Linked DNA regions of Mus musculus: regions 1 and 2 are each linked to region 3. A link is a contact called in public HiChIP or PLAC-seq data. All regions are on one chromosome and are shown on one strand. The core of a region is the stretch at or near the end of the contact, and the rest is flanking DNA. Distances in the headings are between cores, read along the strand shown. Region 1 holds the start of Siglece (sialic acid binding Ig-like lectin E). Region 2 holds the start of Klk1b22 (kallikrein 1-related peptidase b22). Region 3 holds the start of Klk4 (kallikrein related-peptidase 4 (prostase, enamel matrix, prostate)).

Region 1 (2,700 bases), core at 109-2,608, 220 kb before region 3:
AAAGTGTGGGGTTGATATTGATCGGTGCAAACTCCTAGGAGTTTCAGGGGAGTTGATCCAGTGGTTTCCCAACAAGGAACCTCTTGTCTCCAGGGTGAGCCCAGTGTGAGGCAGAATCAGCCTTCCTGAACAGAAGAGATGCTATATCCCCCACCCAGGATGGTACCTACCTGAGTCAGCTCCTTGATAGATGGTCACAGTCAGATTCTTTGGAGCATCTAAGAGAGAATGACACAGTGAACTCATCAACCACCCTCTGTCCCCAGCAGGTGCCTAGGTGGGTATGGCAGGGGGCCGTCATCCTGACAAGCACCCTTATCAGGATTTTAGGACCTAGTGGCCAGACCCTGACCCCACCTGGGGGACCACTTTGTACTAGAAAAACAGGCATCCCAGCCCAGCCTCACATGACACGTTGAGACGGATGGTCATTCTTGTGGACACATTAGTTCCAGGCAGGGTCACCTGACAAGTGAGGTTGGTGCCATGGTCCTGAGGCTGAGGGGTGATGGTTAGCACTGAGGAACCCGTAGTGTTGGTGCTCAAAAATGACACAGAGGTACCAGTCCAGGAGAAGATGGGAGGTGCCGTCCACCCACAGTCCCAAGGCACAGAGCAGGTCAGGTTGCTGGGATGGCCAGCTTCAAGCGTCTCCGGGAGAAGAATTTGGGGGGTGTTAGTGAGGGCTGGTGAGGAAAGGGGAGAAATGGAGCATCAGGATGGGATCAGGTGCAGCTTCAGAGGAAGCCCCGGCTCTGATCCAGCTCCTCCCCTGAGCCCTGATGCTCAAACCCAGCTGCTCCCAGGACAGAGTTCTATCCCAGCCCTGCCCTGAGGCATGATCTCGTACACTGCTCCCAACCCATGGCATCTTTGCAGACCATGTCTGACCTGTTACAACCAGAGTCATCTTGTCCCACATGTAATTATACTTTGTTTTTCCACGCTCCAGGCGAAAGAAGTATAACCCCGCATCCTTCTTTCTGATCTCTCTGATGTTCAGGGAGCAGTCATTCCTCCAAGGGTCTCCGAGCAGGAAGAATCGATTCCGGGTTTCCTTCACTGCTTTACGAATTGGGTTATTTGTGGCCACGATGGAATCTTTGCGTCTGTCGGTTCCTTCCCTGTACCAGAATCCATGAACTGGGTCTGAGTCAGTCCAGTCAGTCAACCTCTTCTTGAGATAGGAGAAGTTACAGGGCACAAGGACACACAGGCCCTCCTGCACCACCACCTTCCTTTCCACATTCAGGGTGAAAACCTCTTGGGGGTTCTGACCCTCCACACCCTTTATCCCCCAGAGCAGCAGCAGCAGCAGCAACAGCAGCATGTCCAGCTAAAACTGTCTCTCCAGGCTCTGCTTTGAGGAACTAAGAGATGCAAGGCCCTGAGGAAGCCCCAGCGGAAGCAGGGGTGAGGCCAGGAAAGTGGCTGCCTCAGGAGGAAGAGCTTCAGACCCAGGCACTGTCAGGACCCTTGAGTATCAGCTACTTACCACCCAGACCTACTCCTGAGACCAAAGATGGCCTCTCCCACATTCACCAGTTCAGGGCCTGACCACCTCTCCTCCTTCTCTACTAACCTTGGCCTTTGAGTGACATTTTTTGCCCAGTGAAAATGCATTTGCTCCCTCCAGAGCCCCCAGAGCTTCCCCTGAGGCTGATGATATTGGTGGAGTTGGGGATGGTTCTAGGGCATAGGGAAGAAGGGGAACTGGGAGGTACAGGCTGGGAAGCATCCCTCCTTCCTTTAGCAGCTTGTCCTGGCTGCCCACCCTCTCTGCACAATGACCCGAGGCTTGTTCCCAAAGCTCCACTGTCCAATTAGGAGATGGATCTCAGGCCCCTCGAGTATCTCACAGCCAGAGATTCAGTAGTGGTAGCAAAGACTGAATGGCTAGTTGCTATAGAGGGGTTTATATAGACATAATGTTACTGTGCAGTGTGTAAAGATTGTCATTGTATTGTTCAAATGCTGATTTCTGTGCCCCCATATCAGGTTGCAAAACATTGCTACCCAATTATTCCCTGATTGGTCAATAAAGAAGCTGATCAGTCAATGACTGAGTCGGGGAGAAAATAGGACTGGACTTCCTCCCAGCTAGGGACAGGGAGACAGAGAAAGGAAGTGGGGGTTCACCACGAGGAGACAGTCCAGGAGACATGCAGAAAGACCTGGAGCCCAGGGAGCAGATCAGTACTAAAATGCAAGTATAACTGGGGCATAGCCGGATTAATTTAGAGGATTATAATAGACTGGTACTGCTCAATTGTTTTGCCCTTAAAGCTTGTTAAATCAATATAATAGTCCGATCTCAATTATTTAGGAGTTAGTTGGATTAAGAGTAAAACTGCAACAAACACTTTACATATTGCCACTGTCTTAGTCAGGGTTTCTATTCCTGCACAAACATCACGACCAAGAAGCAAGTTGGGGAGGAAAGGGTTTATTCGGCTTACACTTCCACACTGCTGCTCATCCCCAAAGGAAGTCAGGACTGGAACTCAAGCAGGTCAGGAAGCAGGAGCTGATGCAGGGGCCATGGAGGGATGATATTTATTGGCTTGCTTCCCCTGGCATGCTCAACTTGCTTTCTTATAGAACCCAAGACTACCATCCCAGGGATGGCACCACCCACAATGGGCCCTCCCCACTTGATCACTAATTGAGAAAATGCCCCACAGCTGGATCTCATGGAGG
Region 2 (2,700 bases), core at 55-2,554, 230 kb after region 3:
CAACTCCTTCCATGGATATTTTATTCCCTATTCTAGGGAGGAATGAAGTATCCATGAGTTGGTCTATCTTCCTGATTTTCTTGTGTTTTGGAAGTTGTATCTTGGGTATTTTAGGTTTCTGGGCTAATATCCACTTATTGGTGAGTGCATATCTAGTGACTTCTTTTGTGATTGGGTTACCTCACTCAGGATGATATCCTCCAGATACATCCATTTGCCCAAGAATTTCATAAATTCATTGTTTTTAATAGCTGAGTAGTACTCCATTGTGTAAATGCATCACATTTTCTGTATCCATTTCCTCTGTTGAGGGACATATGGGTTCTTTCCACCTTCTGGCTATTATAAAAAGGGCTGCTATGAACATAGTATAACATGTATCCTTATTACCAGTTGGAACATCTTCTGGGTATATGCCCAGGAGAGGTATTGCTGGATCTACCAGTAGTGTCCAGTTTTCTGAGGAACCTCCAGACTGATTTCCAGAGTGGTTGTATAAGCTTGCAAACCCACCAGCAATGGAGGAGTGTTCCTCTTTCTCCACATCCTCGCCAGCATCTGCTGTCACCAGAATTTTTGATCCTAGCCATTCTGACTGGTGTAAGGTGGAATCTCAGGGTTGTTTTGATTTGCATTTCCCTGATGATTAAGTATGCTCAACATTTTTTCAAGTACTTCTCAGTCTTTCAGTATTCCTTGATTGAGAATTCTTTGTTTAGCAATTTTTAATGAGGTTATTTGAATTTCTGGAATTCAGCTCCTAATAGGAAAAGTAAAATCAGTGATCCAACTTCCAAGTCCAAAATGAAGCATTTTGGCATTCTCCAAGGAAGGATTTGTATCTACAGGGAGCTTGCAGCCCTCTAGGCTACCACTTGTGCAAAGACTCTGTTCTAACTGCAACTTTCTGGGATAATCTTGGACTTGAGGTACAGGACCTTCCTTAGAGGTGTGGGTTAGGCAGCACTCGCTCCACTACCCTCCGTTAACACCAATTCACCATTGCCACGACCTTGACATCTGGCTAAGGTCCCTGGAACACTAACAGCTCCAGAAACAAAAGTCCATGCCCCACCCGATTTTATCCTTGGGAAGGTATCCAGGGTGACCTAGGGCCTACTGGACATCAGGTGCAACAGGACCGCCCCTTACCACAGCAGGGAGGGTAAGTGCAGGGAATCCACCTCTGTCAGCAAGGGAAGAGCTTTGGTCAGCATTTGGCTGCCACAGGACAGGGGTGGGGCTGTGGGGGAGAATGAGGGTTTTTAAAGTCTCCCTGAGGAGCCTCCACAGCTCCAAGCTCACCTCCTGCAGCTCCTGGACACCTGTTACCATGAGGTTCCTGATCCTGTTCCTAACCCTGTCCCTAGGAGGGATTGGTGAGATACGGGAAGGGGAGGGGTCACAGCCCTGACTCTCCTGATGCTATTGGCCCTGGCCATACCTTTTCCCTCTCCCCTGAACCCAGCTACATCATGAGCACCACCTGCTCCTCCTCCTCCTCTGCCTTATGCAGTGATCGGACCTTCACAGTCCTTGCTCCCAGGAAAGACCCCTGTCCACTCCCACTTTCCAGAACTATCTCCTTTTTCTCAACACCTGACCGTCTCTGGGCTTCTCCAGTCTTTCTATGGAACCCACCCTCTTTCTAAACTTAGGACCTCAAATTTCCCTACAGTTCATTGTTTTTCCTACAGCCTCATAGCCCAAACCCTGAGTCAGAGGCTTGCCTAATCCCACACTAGAGCCTTAGGCTGTCCAGCAGCTGCCAGCCTTCAGATATGTTTTCCACATCCTGACAACTGGTGCCCCATCTTCCCAAGATGTTCAGTTTCTACCAAAACTCCCTCTACTCAAATTGGCTTGTAAGGTCAGATGGGTTCCCCCTCCATTTCTGGTGTGGAGAGAATGCCCGGGTCACTTCTCACTAGCTTTTTTATTTAGTCTCATTTTTGGACAAGGGGTCAATTGGCAGACACAAGGCTTGGACAACAAGTATCTTCCTCAATCACTCACAACATTGGCAGGGGCTCTCACTGAATGGAGACTTCTGTTTAGGCTAAGATGACTGTTCTACAAAACTCAAGGGAATCCTCCTGATTCCACCTACCCAGCTCTGGGGTTACAGGCACACAGCATCACACCTGACTCTTTTCCTGGGATCTGCAAGGTTCAGCTAAGGTCCTAATGCTTGCATGGCCAATCCTGTAGCAGCCAAGCCATCGCTTGCCCAGCTCTTGGGAATAAGTTCTGAGTTAGTGTCTCATGATGTAGCCCAGGCTTGTCTTCATCCCTGGCAATCCCTCTGCCTCAGCCTGCTGTGTACTTAGGTTACAGAGAAGTGCAGCTATGCATGGCTTGCCAAGATTTCCTCTGTTCCCAATGTTATGCCTTGGCCTGCTCTTCCCTCTCATATCTCCCTCCCTGTGCTGCAGGCTCCTGTCCCATCTCATCAGAGCCCCAATGCACAGCTCGAGTTCCCACTCTCTACAGGACACCCCAAAGACCCCAATGCCTAACCCTAGTACCTCACATCAGCTGGCTCCTCCTCTCTGCCTCACAGTGGCCTGTCTTGATCTAACTATGTTTCCACTTCTGTCCAGAGGCTTTAATTCCTTTTCCACTCCTGTCCTGGGGCTGCCTAAGAGAACCCTGAGCCTCTCCAATACCCAGATGATTTGCCCACCTCCACAGGAGCAG
Region 3 (2,700 bases), core at 58-2,557:
CTCCCTCCTGGACCCCAGCATCTCCCTCCTGGACCTCAGCATCCCCCTCCTGGACCCCAGCATCTCCCTCCTGGACCTCAGCATCTCCCTCCTGGACCTCAGCATCTCCCTCCTGGACTCCAGCATCTCCCTCCTAGACTCCAGTATCTCCCTCCTGGACCTTAGCATCTCCCACCAGACCCCAGCATCTCCCTCCTGGACTTCAGCATCTCCCTCCTGGACCCCAGTATCCCTTTCCTGGACCTCAGCATCTCTCACCAGACCCCAGTATCCCCCCTCCTGGACCTCAGCATCTCCCACCAGACCCCAGCATCTCCCTCCTGGACCCCAGCATCTCCCACTTGAATCTCAGTGCTTTCCCAGTCATGGTCCAGCCTTCAATCCCTACCTCTGTCTCTCCTCACCAAGAGCAATTTCACAAAGTAAGCAAGCCATGTCAATTCCTCTACCACTGAACCTTGATATCTAAGCCATTTCTGAAGGCTGCCTGTCTGCCTTGCTTCCCATGGGAATGTCATCCACGGACAAATGCCAAGACGTCTTCTGATGCAACCTCACTTGTCTGGTTCCCACTCTTCCTCATAGTCATCTGACTCGGACACTACCAACTACCATTTATCTCTTGATTCCTCTGTCTTCTTGATTGTACATCTCTCCCCCTGATCACCGGGACCGGAGTCCCAGGAACATGGAGAGATCACTCTTCCTAGTTCCTGACTTGATTTAGAATTCCAAGCATGAGAGCTGCCAATTGCTGTTGACTAAGGGGTGCCTCCATCACACCCTCGTTCCTAGGAGCCTCTGCACTAGGACATCTGCAGAGGGAGGATCTGTGTGCAGGGTTCTCTGAATTCAGGCTGAGCATGGAGTGATGCTTACCCAGATCCTATGCATGGGGAAAAGGAGATGGAGAGGTGGGTCACAGATAAGATTTCCAAGGAAGTACGAGATGCAAGCTGGATTTGGTGCTGGGGCAGTTTTCAGAGGACGAACAGAAGGACACAGAGGGAGACTACGGGAGTGAGGTAGGGGGAATTTCATTTAGTGAGTAAAATGAGCCTGAGAGAAGGAAAGGATGAATGAAAGAACATGAGGGGGGGCAAGGGAGGGGGAAGAATAAAGGCCAGAGAGGCTGGGGTCTGGACACTGTTCCCTCCCTGTGCCCCAGACTCCACCTGACTTGGAGGCAGCCTGAAGGCTTTGAGCTGGAGCCTGCAGCATCTGACGTATGGAATGTGTCCCCTGGGGGGCAGGCCAGCCCCAGCTGAGGAAGCTTATAAGCCCCATAGGGGCCCCTGTGGGTAGCAAACCAGCTCAGCTTAGCTCAGCTCAGCCGCAGAATTCGGAGCCCAGAAGCAGCAGGTGAGACACACACACACATTCTCTCTCTCTCTCTCTTGCTCTCACACTCTCTGTTTAGAAGCATCCCTGCATTCCTCTCTGAACCTCTGGCTCTGATCTCTGCCTCTCAGACTGCCTCCAACCAGATAGGTCTCTTGAATGCCCTGTCAGGGTCTTCTATCTGTCCTAAGTGAAGCCCTGTCGGGGTCTTTCATCTGTCCTAAGTGAAGATCTATGCCTCCATTTCTCCACACCCCCACCCATCCCTAGATAGATGCTTCTCCCTCCTCCTCCTCCTTCTCTTCCTCCTCCCTTTTACTTCTTCCCCCTTCTCTCTGTCTCTTTCTATCCGGTCACATCCCACAAATGAAAAAGGCAAGGGAGAGAGATCATGGGGAGGCAGGGAGTAAGACTACCGTCCAGATTCATTGTTGTCTTCATTTCCAGGAGCCAACATGATGGTCACTGCACGAACCCCCTGGGGCTGGTTCCTGGGGTGCCTCATCCTTGAGGTCACAGGTATCTGAGTGTGTGTGTCATGGTGTGTGCCCGAGTGAACAGTGTCAGCCAACAGCAGGACTCAGTGTCCTACTGTTTCTGACTCTCTGATGTGGCAGTATGATGTGACTGTGTGTGGTCATGGCTGTAAAGGGTGACAGGTCCTGAGAAGGAGAGACAGTCTTAGTGGTACCACTAAGGGGAAGACGGGATCTGTGCCCAGTTCCTGAGTGACTAGTTGATTCTTTCCGTTAAACTCCCTATGTACAACAGGCTAGTCTCAAACTTTCAGAAGTCAGCCTGCCTCTGCCCCTGAGTGCTAGAGTTGATACCTGACCCACTTATTTATTTTTTAAGAGTCTTACTTAGTCCAGGCTGGCCGTGAATTCACTAAGCAGCCAAGAACATCCTTAGATTTCCAATCCTTCTGCCTCTGCCTAAGTGCTGGGGTTATAGGTATGTACCACTATACCCAGTTTACGTGGTGCTGTAGTGCTGGGATCCAAACCCAAGACTTTGTGCATGCTAAGCCAGCACTCCCTCCCAGCCCCCTCTGGGATAAAGATGTTGCCTGGGTGAATGGGCTGTGGCTGGGTGTGCCTGAGGGGAGGTGCATGGAAGCACAGCCGTGCCACAAAAGCTGAACAGCTCCTGAAGTCGTGACTGTGTGTGAGGGAGAAATGGTTCCTGGGTCCTGAAGATCAGCCTGAGAATCCAAGCTGACCCGTCTTCCTGACAAATGACCCTACATCCAGTGTGCTGATGATCCTGGCTCCCAGACTAAGGAGGCTCCTGGCTTTAACTCCTCTCAAGGGACCTAACTCCACCCCTCTGAGCCCTGACCCGGAGCCCTCTCAGTCC

Evidence for each region. HiChIP or PLAC-seq counts read pairs in DNA pulled down with a chosen protein or histone mark.
Region 1: an H3K27ac HiChIP or PLAC-seq map of microglia shows a contact between it and region 3, with 8 times the contacts expected there. The contact joins the promoter of Siglece here to the promoter of Klk4 in region 3. A contact is called at or near these places in 3 of 39 promoter capture datasets (the C10 cell line, cranial neural crest and liver), 1 of 115 datasets of contacts at active chromatin or transcription factors (microglia) and 2 of 9 other capture datasets (adipose tissue and liver).
Region 2: a contact with region 3 is called in an H3K27ac HiChIP or PLAC-seq map of embryonic stem cells, with 3 times the contacts expected there. The contact joins the promoter of Klk1b22 here to the promoter of Klk4 in region 3. A contact is called at or near these places in 2 of 39 promoter capture datasets (embryonic stem cells and stem cell-derived epiblast-like cells) and 1 of 115 datasets of contacts at active chromatin or transcription factors (embryonic stem cells).

The regions. Positions count from the first base shown.
Region 1 is chr7:43,658,803-43,661,502 of GRCm38.p6, forward strand. Siglece (sialic acid binding Ig-like lectin E) reads right to left here and starts at 1,359. Exons shown (of 7, transcript NM_031181.2): 1 at 892-1,359; 2 at 408-686; 3 at 171-218. The coding sequence starts at 1,330.
Region 2 is chr7:44,111,369-44,114,068 of GRCm38.p6, forward strand. Klk1b22 (kallikrein 1-related peptidase b22) reads left to right here and starts at 1,305. Exons shown (of 5, transcript NM_010114.2): 1 at 1,305-1,379. The coding sequence starts at 1,334.
Region 3 is chr7:43,879,853-43,882,552 of GRCm38.p6, forward strand. Klk4 (kallikrein related-peptidase 4 (prostase, enamel matrix, prostate)) reads left to right here and starts at 1,308. Exons shown (of 6, transcript NM_019928.2): 1 at 1,308-1,362; 2 at 1,789-1,860. The coding sequence starts at 1,797.